2 separate regions of the Gasterosteus aculeatus genome follow, and region 2 is linked to region 1. The links are chromatin contacts, called in public Hi-C maps. All regions are on one chromosome and are shown on one strand. Each heading gives the region's core, a stretch centred on a gene start, on an enhancer-like site or on the middle of the called end of the contact. The rest is flanking DNA. Distances are from core to core; before and after follow the strand shown.

The links. Hi-C and Micro-C count contacts between places; a contact is called where the count stands out from the background.
Region 2: a contact with region 1 is called in a Hi-C map of skeletal muscle, with 8 times the contacts expected there. The contact joins the promoter of plxna2 here to the enhancer-like site in region 1. A contact is called at or near these places in 2 of 6 Hi-C or Micro-C datasets (both in skeletal muscle).

The regions. Positions count from the first base shown.
Region 1 is chr2:7,647,532-7,653,835 of fGasAcu3.hap1.1, reverse strand. It overlaps cd34 (CD34 molecule), which reads left to right and starts at 6,144. Exons shown (of 6, transcript XM_040193930.2): 1 at 6,144-6,304. It overlaps LOC144388432 (a long non-coding RNA gene), which reads right to left and starts at 6,122. Exons shown (of 2, transcript XR_013452816.1): 1 at 5,957-6,122; 2 at 4,823-5,126. Within about 2 kb of position 2,710, at least 1 of the 9 cell types and tissues checked has open chromatin away from gene starts, as enhancers often do.
Region 2 is chr2:7,810,303-7,817,153 of fGasAcu3.hap1.1, reverse strand. plxna2 (plexin A2) reads left to right here and starts at 3,619. Exons shown (of 32, transcript XM_040193259.2): 1 at 3,619-4,298. LOC120829283 (a long non-coding RNA gene) reads left to right here. Exons shown (of 3, transcript XR_005713649.2): 3 at 1-562.

The DNA.
Region 1 (6,304 bases), core at 1,461-3,960:
CTGGCTGATAATAAAGATAATCACCTCCGATTTCCTTCATGGCTCATTTTCTCCGGCTCGCTCGTGAAAGGCCAGAGCGCCGCTGTCTGATTTTCCACGCTGAGCTCTTATCAGCACGCCAAAGGGCCGAGGACTGGGGCAGGGGCCAAGTCGACACACACCACCTGCCACACACTCACCGGGGGGGGGGGCGATTGGTTCAGTCAGGGTCTCCGATATGGGGGGGTAATGAGTACGAGATCATCCATCCGGTATGGTGTAATTGTGGTTTGGAATGGAGTCCTGGACGAGAGCGAGGTCAGATCAGATGAGATCGGGGGCGGCTTGTTATCACACAGACTGAAATGGGGGGGGGGGGGGGGGTCTCCGTTAGAATGAAAGTAGGTTTTCAGAAACCTTGAAATTAAGACTCGGCCCACTAAATACAACAGATAATATCCATCAGATTGGTTTATCCTGAGCCCTTCATGGTGGTTAAACCGGGATGAATCGGGACATTTTACATTGTCCTCAATAATCTTTACTTGCCGTCGTAAAGCAACATGTTTCAACTGTTCCACCGCTTTAAATCTCCTTTAACATAATCTATTCTCGATGTACATTTGCACACTGTATATTCAGATGACAGCCCCTAATCGTAACCCATCTGTTCACACAATAGATCAAATCCACTGTCTGTCTCCCTCTACCCCCCCCCCCCCCCCAACTCCCCCCTCGCCCTCCCCTCCTTCTGTCTCCCTCCTTGTCCTCCCTTGAATCCATTGTCCGGATAGAAACGTGCCCGGGATCGCAAAGGCTCGTTTTCGGCAAAACCTCTTTGAGAATTATTTAAGGTTTAGGAGATTCTGTGAGATGAATATTTGATGTGGAGGACCCGAGCGTCTCCCGACGAGCCCAAAGCAACACTTCAGAAGGTGTATAGCTACATGCTTCAAAACACACACACACACACACACACACCACCTCATCCACTCATCACCATATCCAAAAAAACACTGCAGACAGTTTGTGGTTTGCTATTGAAGGTCTGCATTGATCCGTTTGTGGCTGCATGTCGCCTGAGACTCTTCTTTTATTTGCCACTTTCACTTACTCTTTCGGTTAGTTCAGCTCTTAGTTCACATCTTCCTCGGGCATCACCTCAATTCATGACAGTTTCGTGGCCACTCCATATGTTTTTTTATGGCAGGAATTGCAATATGAATAGTTTGTTCGTGCTGCCGCTAGAGTGCAGAGTTGAGTCGTCCAGAAGTGGATCTTTCCTTTGTGACGACGTTTAAAAAGCCTGATCCTGTAGCGCCATCTCTTGGTTTGTTGTGGGAAATAACTTTGTGATCAAAATTACCACTCAGAAAAAACATCAAAGTAGTAATTCCATATCAACACCTGCATTTAATAGATGACTAGGACTTACACAAGTAAACAAGTACAGGCACACATACTGCAGTCAAACTAATTTAGAATAAAAATGTTTAACATCTGTTTCAGCAAAGCTGTATTTGAACTTTACGTTGTTTTTTAATAAGGCCCCTGGAGACCATAATATCAGTCAATACAACTGGCTGGGAGAGGTTTTTTACTGATGTAGCGCTCTTACTGCAGACAGTTTGACTCATGTGAAAGAACTCCAGAGATGAATTGAGCAGATACACGTAATGAGAGCCATCTGGGCGACCAGCACTCTAATGAATTAATCCCACGTTATCGGGCCAGAACACACGCACTTTATTGTTTTCTCACTGGATGGCAATGCTACGGAGGGTCGCTCTCGTCTGGTGTCGCGCAAGCAGCAGCAGCGATTGATTTCCTGTGGCCCCTCCTGGTTCTGATGGATGACAGAACAGTCACTCAGAAGTGAGGAAAGTCCCGATCAAAACAAGGGACTGTGTTTGAAACGTGAAGAGTGCTTATAAAACTTCTGGTAAAAGCCTTTTATTTCTTGGTCTTTTCGACTAAATCAAACAGATTAGTTATACAACTCTGACATTAAGGACCAATAAAAGATTCCTCAATATAATTGCAAAACTTGGAATTATACATAAGCATATGCAGGAATGAAATGTAAGTTTGGAAATGCCTTTTGAAATGCTTAATGCTTTGCTCTCGATCTCGGGCAAGTGCTTTCTTCTGCATTAATATGCATAGCTCCTTAACAGATGCACTCCAAAGGAAATTGGGATCCGGGGTGAAGACTGAGAACCTCGGGGACCCAAAGCACTCCCAAACCTGCACGGCCCTCTCAACCTTGAGCTATGAATTACTTCAAGATGTCTACCGAGTCACCCAATCAGAGCCAATTAGGGCCAGTTAAAGGCCTGTGGAGGATAACATTTTCAGGACAAACTAGGTAAAGGACTTGTTTGGGAAGCTGGGGGGGGGGACAAGGAGCAGAGTTGAGAGAGAGGTGGTCGGGGGACAGAAAATGAGACAGAAAGAGAGTGTGTGCTTGTGAGTTTTGTTATTAAGATCCTCTGAAGCAGTTGTTTTTGTGCCTTCGATCACGCGTGATCACGCAGTTTTGTCTGCTCGTGAAACTGGACGGGCGTGGATGCTGCGCGTGTTGGGCTGGGTCCGTCTGGACCATGAAATTGATTTTTATGAACAATAGCTGGTCGGCTCCTAAAGAAGAACATCTGTATGGGATCACGGCGGTGGGAGAGTGAAAGGTGGGGGAGGAGGAGAGGAAAGGGAGGATCTTTGGCAGTTCCTTGAGACTGTGTATCCAGTTTGCAGTTTGTTGTTCCTGCAGATTCAACAGTATTGAGTCTGTGTGTGTGTGTGTGTGTGTGTGTGTGTGTGTGTGTGTGTGTTTGTAAATTGTGTTCTTTGGGTTTCCCAAAATATGATGTAATCCCAAAAGAGTTTGGGGAGGGTTCTGTTATGTTAACTGTTTGCTCGTGGCAGTTTCTTCCTCAATAGGACTTGTGAGTTCTGTCAAGAGAATTTTACGGCGACATAATGACTCAAAATACTTGTTTGTTTTTTTGCTTTCTGTTCAGTGGGCGACTTGTGATCAAATTGACCTATAAAGCAAGGAATGTTTGTCTTCAAATCAACTTCCTAAAATGCTTTAATGGATCCCAGTAAGATTTGATTTATTCAGAACAAACTATAAGCACATTGTTCCCACATTTGTGCTGCAGCCACATGTGAGGCAGACAGCTTTACATTGACATTCTGTATTCTGTAGAGGTCCAGCTGTGTTACACTATTTGGTTTCCCCCCGTTTTCTCTTTCCTTGTTGGCCTTTCAACCCAGCTCTCTTTGTGGGAAACTATGTTCTAATGCCCCCCCCCCCATTATGGGGCGGAAAACAGCTGGCCAGGTCTGTCCTGTATTCAGCTGGTCCTATGTAACAAACCTGCAGTGCAGCCCGTCAAGATGCCACAAGCTGCAGGGTTACGGGTGAGTATAAATACATTTCCGTGTTTGTCTCCCACTGGTCGGGGGGGGGGGGGGGGGTCATTGCTGGGTCTGCCTGCACACTTGCACGGGGAAGGTTGGATTCTTGGTTATTGGCAAACATCACACAAGGAGAATGGCAGGAAACAGAAGAGGAATTGAGATGCGGGTGTGGCGACAGACGGGCAGGTAGGCGGGATGTTGGGGGACGAGTGTCATGACATGGAGAGAGTTCCTGCACTCCATTGGGCAGAGCGTCACTGATATTCCGTGCCTGCGAAGCCTCCCTGCGCTGAGCTTCCTGATCTAGGAACAGCACTGATGAAAAGGAAAACAGGAAAGCCTCAATTTACAGGAATGTTTTTTTTTGAATGACTTCATTTAACTGTTGATGACCAAATGACCTCGAGCTTATTTGACAGCTTAATGTCACGACATTCCAGAAAGGTATTAAGAATTAAAAAATACATACATAGGCCTATATATATATATATATAGGCCTATGTATGTAGAATTAAAAAATACATACATAGGCCTATATATATATATATATATATATATATATATAGGCCTATATATATATATATATATATATATATATATGCAGAATTGAATGAGAAAGTGTGTACAAACATTTGACTGGTACTTCATGTAATATATAAATACACAATACACAACTGCCAACTGTTCATGCAGATTCAACAACATGAATTCAATTGTTGCCCAAAGCAGAATGATTATAACATAATAAAGGCAAAAAAGAACAAAATTCACTTTTTCAGATTTAACCGGTGTTGACGGCAAAACTAAATATTATAGTATTAACAATATTTTACATGCCAGAGTAGAAAAAAGCATACTGGAGAAAGAAAAACAACATAACTCCATGAGCATAGATGAGGCGAAATGAGGCCACAACCAGGACTTTTATTGGGTTAAGTATTTTAGCCCGTACTGTCCCTCCTGTCACATGTCAGTCCTGCTCTGATGATGGTTGCAGCCAACTGGAATCCAGCGGACTCACAAAGCATCAAACCCTCCCAACCAAGGCAAAGCCAATCAGAGTGCCTGAGGTCTCTGCTACCATGTGCTGATCCTCATGATGCCCTGGTAATGCCTCCGAGACCCCCCCCCCCCCCCCCCCCCCCCCTCCACACACACACACACACTTTACAGAGACTCGTGCAAATAAACCAAAATACGTCCGATCGTCAGACAGGGGGAGTGACTAAATGGAGAAAAGGAATGAAGAAAGAGATATAAGTTAAATCCTCAAGTAATACACGTCTGCCAGTCAGGATCCGTAGGAGGAAACGTCACATGCCTCACAAACGAATTTTTTAAGCGTGTTGTGCAAAGATAATCCTACGGAAACAAATGCCAAGCAACTGTCCAATGGAAAGGATTAGATTTGAAAACATGTTTGTATATTTATTTTGCTCAAATACAAATGTTCATAAAGACTTAAAAGCTACTTTGTAGATGTATTTTTCTTCTTCTTACCCAATGCATGTCATTGCCAGGGGTGTCACCCCGTAAAGACATAATTGGGTTGAAAACCAAGCACGAGGTACAAAAAGGTAGACGTTACACCAGTCAGCATCGTCCTGGTCCTCTGGGGCGGTTTGCTGGCGTTTGGTCCGGCCGGGCTGGTGAACTCCTCAACGTCTGCTGGACTTAATCCAATTCCCACGCTTCCTTTCCACAAAGTGGATGAGTGTATTCTGTCATATGCCATTAGTGATAAACACAAGAGAAATAAAGAAATGAATACAAAAATCTACCGGGACTCACTGCTTTCATTCATTACAGATTCTACAATGTCTCTTCCATTTGATTCACTGCAAATGTCATTTCATGGCTCCCTTAACAAACTGGTTCACGCATCTGGTTTGAAACCTGCAGGGTGACCCGCCTGATTTTGCCTTATTTCAGCCCCCATATGGTGCATTGTTTGACAAGCGCGTCTCTAGGCAGTCCCCGAAAACCCCGGCGCAGTGCTTCCAGATGTGGCCTGACTGACTTCACTGGATCTCTGTGTGAACATGAACATTGAAACGAGCCGGGCATCACGCCCCTGCTACACACCGCACGTTGGTTCAACAGTGAGTCACTTTTTCTGCTGATATGGCGTAATTAATGATGTAATGCCGCCAGTGACCGTGGTTACGGCATTTTTAAAAAGCCATGCGCACTCAACACGTATAGGTTTGTGTACTCGCGCGGTTCAATGGATGACTCACTGCAAGCTGTCAGTCATTTGTCCGGGGACGCACAAAAACCAGGGGCCAGGCGTCCTTGTGTGACGCCATGTGCTTTTTTTACGGGCCTCTTGGGCAATGTACACGACATCTAGGCGGCGGGAGGAGCGCCTCCTGTTTACCGGGTGCATCTTCAAAGATTGAAAATAAAGACACGGTCAGCTTACAGCCTTTTGCCCACAAATCCTTTCCAAGTAGAGCTGAAGCCCGTTGTAGATTTAAGTGTTAAGCCACTGTACTTTCTTTTCATGGACCAGCCAGTGGAGAGAAAGTGTGCATTTGTAAAGCCTTACCTGGAGGTTTCCTAAAGTCCGAGCACAACCCCCCCTCAAATTGAAATAAAAAACCGTTGCACCACATTTTTCACGAGGAAACAAAACTGCAGTTCACATAAAGCTCAACAGGATGTCACCCACTAACATCTGGTTGTGGTGCATGCACACACACACACACACACACACACACACACACACTCACACACACACTCAGGGGCGAGGGAGAACGTAAGGACGGTTGCATCGGGGGAAGCAGGCGGATAGAAAAATGGGTGTGGAAAGAGAGAGAGAGAGATAGACAGAGAGAGAGGCCAAAAAGGAGTGGAGCCGTATAAAGAGCAACGGAACACAAGCCAGGCTTTATTC
Region 2 (6,851 bases), core at 2,370-4,869, 160 kb before region 1:
CTCAATTGTGGCACTGATGCGTTGTAAGATGGACCAGCTGTGCTTTTGCCACATTTCGCATTCTGCTTCTATTTTTGAGGTGCTATGTTTTCATACTGATGACATCTGAGTCTGATTTGCTTCCGGGAGATTACAGCACTGGGCAGGAATGCCTCCGAGCAAGGACAAAATTATTTAGTTTTTTCTAATTTTTTTATTTAAATTGAGCACAATGCCTCGCTCAGCAAACATATCAGAGCAGCTGGCAATTACCACATCTCCAGTGATTGTATCTCTGTGGAAATTAATTGCTATTTTCATTTAGTTTTTTCCGTTGACAGGTCCTGACAAGCTGAAGAGATGCCTCCAGTGAGAGACGTACAATCGGGCCAGAGATCACACGCATTATGTTCACTTGAACTTCAGGGTGGGTTATCCTCCCTGAAGACGAGGACAAAATTGCAGCTGTGAAACCCTTTTCTTACTCACTGAGATCATTACTCCGATATGACTGCCACTGTAAATAGTTGCCATTTATTGACAAAAACCTGACCTCGGCATGATGTTGTTAGATTTGGTCTTGTGAAATAGAAGTGGACCAACATCACCATAGTGTAGGCCAATGCTTCTAAAAGTATCGGCCGATTGTTTTCATTTTCATATCATCCAACCTGCAAGTAAGCGGCGAGGGTGGATGTGACTGCATTTGAGTCACTCTTGGAATAGGACTAGACTAGAAATGCGCCATACAAGCACAACCCATTTACCCTTTATGTTCGGTTTCAAGGTGAATTCTTTTTGATGGAAAAAGTAGTTCTCCCAATAAGGACAAGCTGGTTTTAGTTAGTGCAATGGGTGTATGGATGTCCATTTATGAACACTGAAGAAAGAAATATGAAGGTCTTCTCAGCTATTTTTTTTCTTCGTTCATTAAAAAAAGACAAAAAACCATTAGTTCCCAAAAAGATGATGACGATGATCACATGGTTTGAAATTGGAGCAGAAGTAAAAGGCATTACATGCCATGTCACCGTTATATTGACAGTTAACTTTTTCATTTAATTGTTTCCTGGTATTAGTTTTTTCTCTCCAGCCAGGAGCAAGGATCGCTTACACGGGTCAGAGAAGAGAGGGAATGGAGTTTCAGTGGAGTCGACAGGTTGCCACATTCCCCCGTGATATCTTCAGATATGGCCAGAGGGAGAAAGAATTAATGGCATCACTGGAGGCCCCTTTGAAACCTTCCAACTTGGGATAAAATCGCTGTGTACGATCTCTTTGATCGGCAAACGGTCAAACGACAGCCCTGCAGTCGCCCATCTCCCCACATTACCGCCGGGAGCCTTATTCCCATTACTGTTCACACCCTTCCGACTGGCTACTGTTTGATTTGCTCACCAAACTGATCTTCCTACAAATAAGCTTTGTGCTTTGCCGCGATCTACCCCTCTCCATCCCCTGTCACAAATGCTCTGCAGCAGTAACTCCCCCTCTTTGCACGCACCCAGCCGCCCACGTACGTTCAGAGATAAACAGTAGGTACTGCACATCGCACGGTCGTAATTCCAGCAGTTTAACCTTCTAACCCGCCGTAGGCTTTTAATCCCATTAGTTTCTTGCCTCCACAAAAACGATCTCTACAAAGTCAGATTCCAAATGTAAACACATAAAGTGGCCAATGGCTTTCTTATCTGAAAACACTAATGACCAATGATCTGTGCTTTTACTTCAGGTGCAGGGGGGGGGGCTCTGAGACTGAAAGTGACTCATTGAATTACCCTGGCCCATCTTGACACAGCGCAGGTAGCAGTCAGGTCTTCAATAGAGGTAAAGTGACAATAGGTACGTTATGAGCATAAACGCTGCATCTTTGCATGAAATCAAGCTGTTTAGAGGAGCAAAGACCCAGAGCTGAGCAGGAAACACACGCACGCAAGTATGAATATGCCTGCTCGATAGCCTCACACATGATACTTTTGCATGATTGAAAAAGAGATAAAATGTATACAATGTTCCGTTCCATATGATGATTCAAGGAAAGCTACACTTTGCATTCATCTTTTTTTACTAATGACTTTAAGAAGTCAAATAAAGCCACTCTACCGGCAGTCGTGACTGATCGTTGTACTGCAATAACCATCAGTTTTGTCTTCAGGAAGAGGCAGAACATCTTAGAGACAGTTCTGTGCAACCTGTTCTTTCAATATCAATTGAATTATACTCCGATCAAACAAATCACAGCTTGTACCAAACAGGGCTTCTCCAAACAGGGCTGTGAGTAATGGATTGGAAAAGACTGTGTTTGATTACCCCTGCTTGCCGGGGTTGAGTAAGAGCCATTTGGTTGGTAGTGCGGTGGACAGCCTCCAGATATTGACCCTGTCTTTAAGTGGGCGCTGTGCTTTTAGTGTACTTACGTTGGTTTTTCCAGATCTTTCTCCTCCTGGCAGTTTTGCAATACTTTTGATGGCAGACACTGGCTTCCTTTTCCCCACTCTGCATTATTGATGCATCAGGGAATGTGGATAGCCTACTTTTTTTTGTCATCATTTTCTAAACCAGTAAGGACAAAGATAACTATAATAGAAAACATGGGGATGTATATACTGTATATCCATCAACCAATCCACTATCCCTAACTTCTCATGCTTTTCAGGGTGAAAGGGCGTCTGGAGCCGAATCCCAGCTGACATTGGGCGAATGCACAGGGAGTCGTCGCAAGACTATCGGAAGGCTGACACAACTAATAAGGCTCACATTTACACCTACGGGCAATTTAGAGTCATGCTCTAACAGGGGTTAGAGGAAACCACGCAAGCATATATATATATATATATAGAAATAAAAAGGGGATGATAGGCAACTACCTATGTGTAGCATTTAATAGAATTTGATGTTTTCTGCTCTCAAAGACCAAGACAAAGAAGAAGCAGATGGAGGGAACGGTTGCTAAGGCAATTTAAAAGAACAACGTCAAGGCTTTGACCACTCAGTTTTTGGGGGGATTATTATCTCTGAAGTTTGCACAATCAATTCGAATGGTAAGTCATGTAATAAATAGGTATATGAGCTGAAGCGAATCAAAATGTGACAGATGATGATGGCCTGTAGCTCAGCATGTTCTCAGTTTGGTCTAAAGATGGCAGTATTCTAACAGGAACAGAGTTAGATGGGAGTGCAAGTATACTGAGGTGTTGCGCAGACGAACTCTGGAAGAACATTTTATTTTTCTATACACAACGCAATTGTCAGCTATATGTCAATATTCATGGTCTAAATCATAACGTCGTTTACAAATATTTCCAGAGGGAATGCATATGAAATGTGTGAATCATCCCACAGAGAATTATCAAAACTTTAAATTAGAATGAGTTCGTTAGATACTTAATGTAACTTTTTTGGTATCGAGTTTTTTTTTCTTCCTTTGGTTACATGTTCGGAACATTGCAAATGTTTTTTTATGTTGATGTGTTTTATTTAACCGAGTGCTCCAAACGATTTCCTTCCCGGTACAATCCTAAATGTTGTATTAGGATTGCATTTCAGAAATCCCCCTCGAAATCTTTTTTCTATAAAAAAAAATGTATCCATTATTCATCGTTTTTCTTTGGGCGGAAACAGTTAACGCCATAATGAGCCGGGGTGTGAGGGGGGCCGGGTTTAAACGCGCAGTGTGCCAGTGTGCAGGCAGGCAGGCAGCGTACACACACACACACACACACACACACGCGCGCGCACTGTACTGTATACTGATGGAGCCGCTAATCTCCGTCAGTACGGCGGAGCCCCGTGAGAAAGCAACGCTGTCGGTCTGAGCGCGCGCCTCGCCGCGAATTCTACCCCGCCGGACTCGGTCGCGAGCCCCGGACGCTCCGTTGCCGCCCCCCCCCGCCCGGAGGACGCTCAAACCCCCCTGAACTGAAGGAATGCGCCGCTTCACGGAAACGGCGTGAGTCGGGCGACACTAAGGAGGGTCGGTCAGCCCCGCCGCGAAGTTCACGCGCCGAATTTCCGGTCACTCGCGGCGATAAAAAAAAAAATGCTTCTTTTTAATAGACGCGCACTTGAATGAATGACGCCGCCTTCGCACGCTTAACGCGTCCCGAGAACAGATGTGTTAAAGGAATTTGGAAGGAGAAGTGAACGTGAGCTCGTTTAAAGCGTCATCCGAAAAGCGAGGTTTTGTAGCGTTTGTTCATTTAAAAAAAAAAAAAAAAAAATTGTTACAGTGGATGTGAGGTCCATCAGTAACGAGCCAGAGGACGAGCCGCCGCGCCGGAAGGAGCAGGACGACCGGGACATCCAGCTTAAATGAAGAGGTGAGTGACGGTCAATGCTCGTTAAGCCTCAAATAGGCTCTGCAATGTGTAAATATTGGTTCACCTCGCAAACTACAGCAACATAGCTGGGCAATTGTGTGCTTATTTCCGACACTGCAGACAGACATTTTTCGACATTTTCCTTTCTAGCCTGCGCGCGATTCCCTTTTTGAGGTCGCAGCCGGTTTTCAACATGTGTAAATATGCAGTGAATATATGAATATAATACATTAGACTTTGACTGTGTGGTGCTGATGATGTGACACCGTTCAATGGATCACGGTCATTACAGCTACAGTGGACACTGCTGGTGTTGAACTGGAATCTCTACTGCCATTTATGCTTTATTCTCATTTATTAGAGATTTGCTATAATCTGTTCTACAGAGAGGATCAGTTGCCAACAGCCATACTGACGAGCTGCTTTTTGGTTTGTGTTTGTGAAATCGTTTTTTGGACTATTTAATGCAGTTGGTTGACCAGTAGTATTTATTTTTAGGGTAACAACCATCACAATTTTGAATGATTTAAATTTAACTGACCTTGATTTTGGGGGCAAAACCTCAAAGATATTCCCCATAGTATCCACTTGATCAATATTCACGCAACCCTTCAGATTACACCTGGAACTGTATTTTAGAGGTGTTATAGTGGCTGTTGGTGGGCTGCAGATCTGGATCTGTGTCTGGGACTGCAACAAGTGAACCTGGAGTCCAATCACACTGCTATATTTGTCTGTTATTATACGCCTAAAAACAAATGTGCTGTGAATTAGTTTCAAACGGTCAGTGATAGTCTGTGAGTTCCCACCGTCTAAACAATTCGTGCTGGTTTGTTCTCTTCTTAAGTGATGCAAGCCCAAATTGCAACAACAACCAAACCTCAAACAATCTGATAAAATTGTCGCCAACTGGCATCAATTTAGGATCCCAGATTGGCGCTAGACCTCCTCCGTCCCAATTCAGCAGATGCACCTACAAATCTTCATTCTGTCGGGCTGCCAGCGCTCCGGCGGGCAGCCGTGACAATGACTCTAAAGAAAATAAATGTTGTCTTAAGTAGGAAATTGCCTTACATTTGCATGAAAATAACTTGCATCTGCCGCGGTTGTCGGGTAGCATATTAATCCCTCTGCTCGTGCAATCAAAACCCGTTCCTTCTTGGTGAGATCATGGTTTTGGTGCATGTGAAGCGTGACCCGCTCTCATCATTATTTTAATATCCATCTCAAAGTGAAACAGCAGTTTGACCCCAAAGCAGCCACCAGGGTGGAAATTGCTGCCTTTGGAAGAACAAACCAGCACTCAGCATTGGTTTGATTATCACATGGTGATTATATTCACCTAATTAACTCCAATCTAATGGGGGGGGGGACACATTCTCTGAGAGTGCGGTGATGCTGCTGCACAATCAGTCCCTCTGACCAATTGGCTGTTCTTATATGCAACATTTTACACAGCAGTTCACAGCTTCGTTAAAAAATGTCCAAAATTAACGGATGGTAACCTTTAAAATCCCTTTTAAAGACAACATTGTACAATAGCTGTTATCAAAGTTATTCTTGATAAGCTCAGTTCTTTTCAGAATGCAATGAATCACGGGCCATTCGCCTTCTTTCTTAAATCGAGAAGGATATAAGCAAAGATTTTCAGGGTGCAACTCAGTGAATCAATGGCAAAGTGAGGCCTTTGAAGGCACGCCGTCCGAGCGAGCCTCTGCAGAAGATCACACGTTCGTCCAATCAATATGTTACCCTCACCAAACTGGAAAGAAATTGCTTGAACTGGAAAAACCTAGGTCCAGCTTTTGTGGAGCAACGGTTGATGTTTCCCCGCCGCTCTCTGTGTTTTCGATCGGCTTTACTGTGCAACTGTGCGGTGTGCAAGATATTCTGTCCTTTACGACTTATGGTATCCACATGTGCCCAGGGGGAATCATCCGGTCTTGTATTCTTTAGTAGTGGTGTTTTCAGCAGTCCTCAAACGCAGGATAGTCAGGATTGTGCAGGATCTCAAACATTTCATCTTGCCTCTCGGACTATGAAATTCCATCCAGCCGCACAAGGCTGCCTATCGCCATAGTTACCGCAGCCACCGTCGGCCTCCATCAGTATACGCGGGGCGCACTCCGCTGATGGAAGGCGCGCGTGGCTCGAGAGCGTCCTCTGTTGATGAACAGGAAGGAGCCTTAACGAGGAGCTGAGTTAATTGTGGGGCCACAATGCGAGCACACGGCCTCTTTTCCACTTGGACCACTCAACAACCAAGATGACATTACCAACAAATTTTTTAACTGCATGATTCACCACTGAATGTGTTGTTGCTGCCTCTGTGTGTCTGTGTGTGTCACCACCAGCACTCGCACAGCGCACACTGCCCGCTCCCCTTCGGATTCCCCCCCTTAAGGCAGCCGGACTCACCACAGTTTAGCTTGAGAGATTTTGACAAGTCGATACGCATGCAGAATCCTTGACCTATTTCTTAATGAGTGAATACTGAGAATGCACTCAGCGGCGGGGTATTCTAAACAACCCCCCACCCCCCCCCCCCCCCCC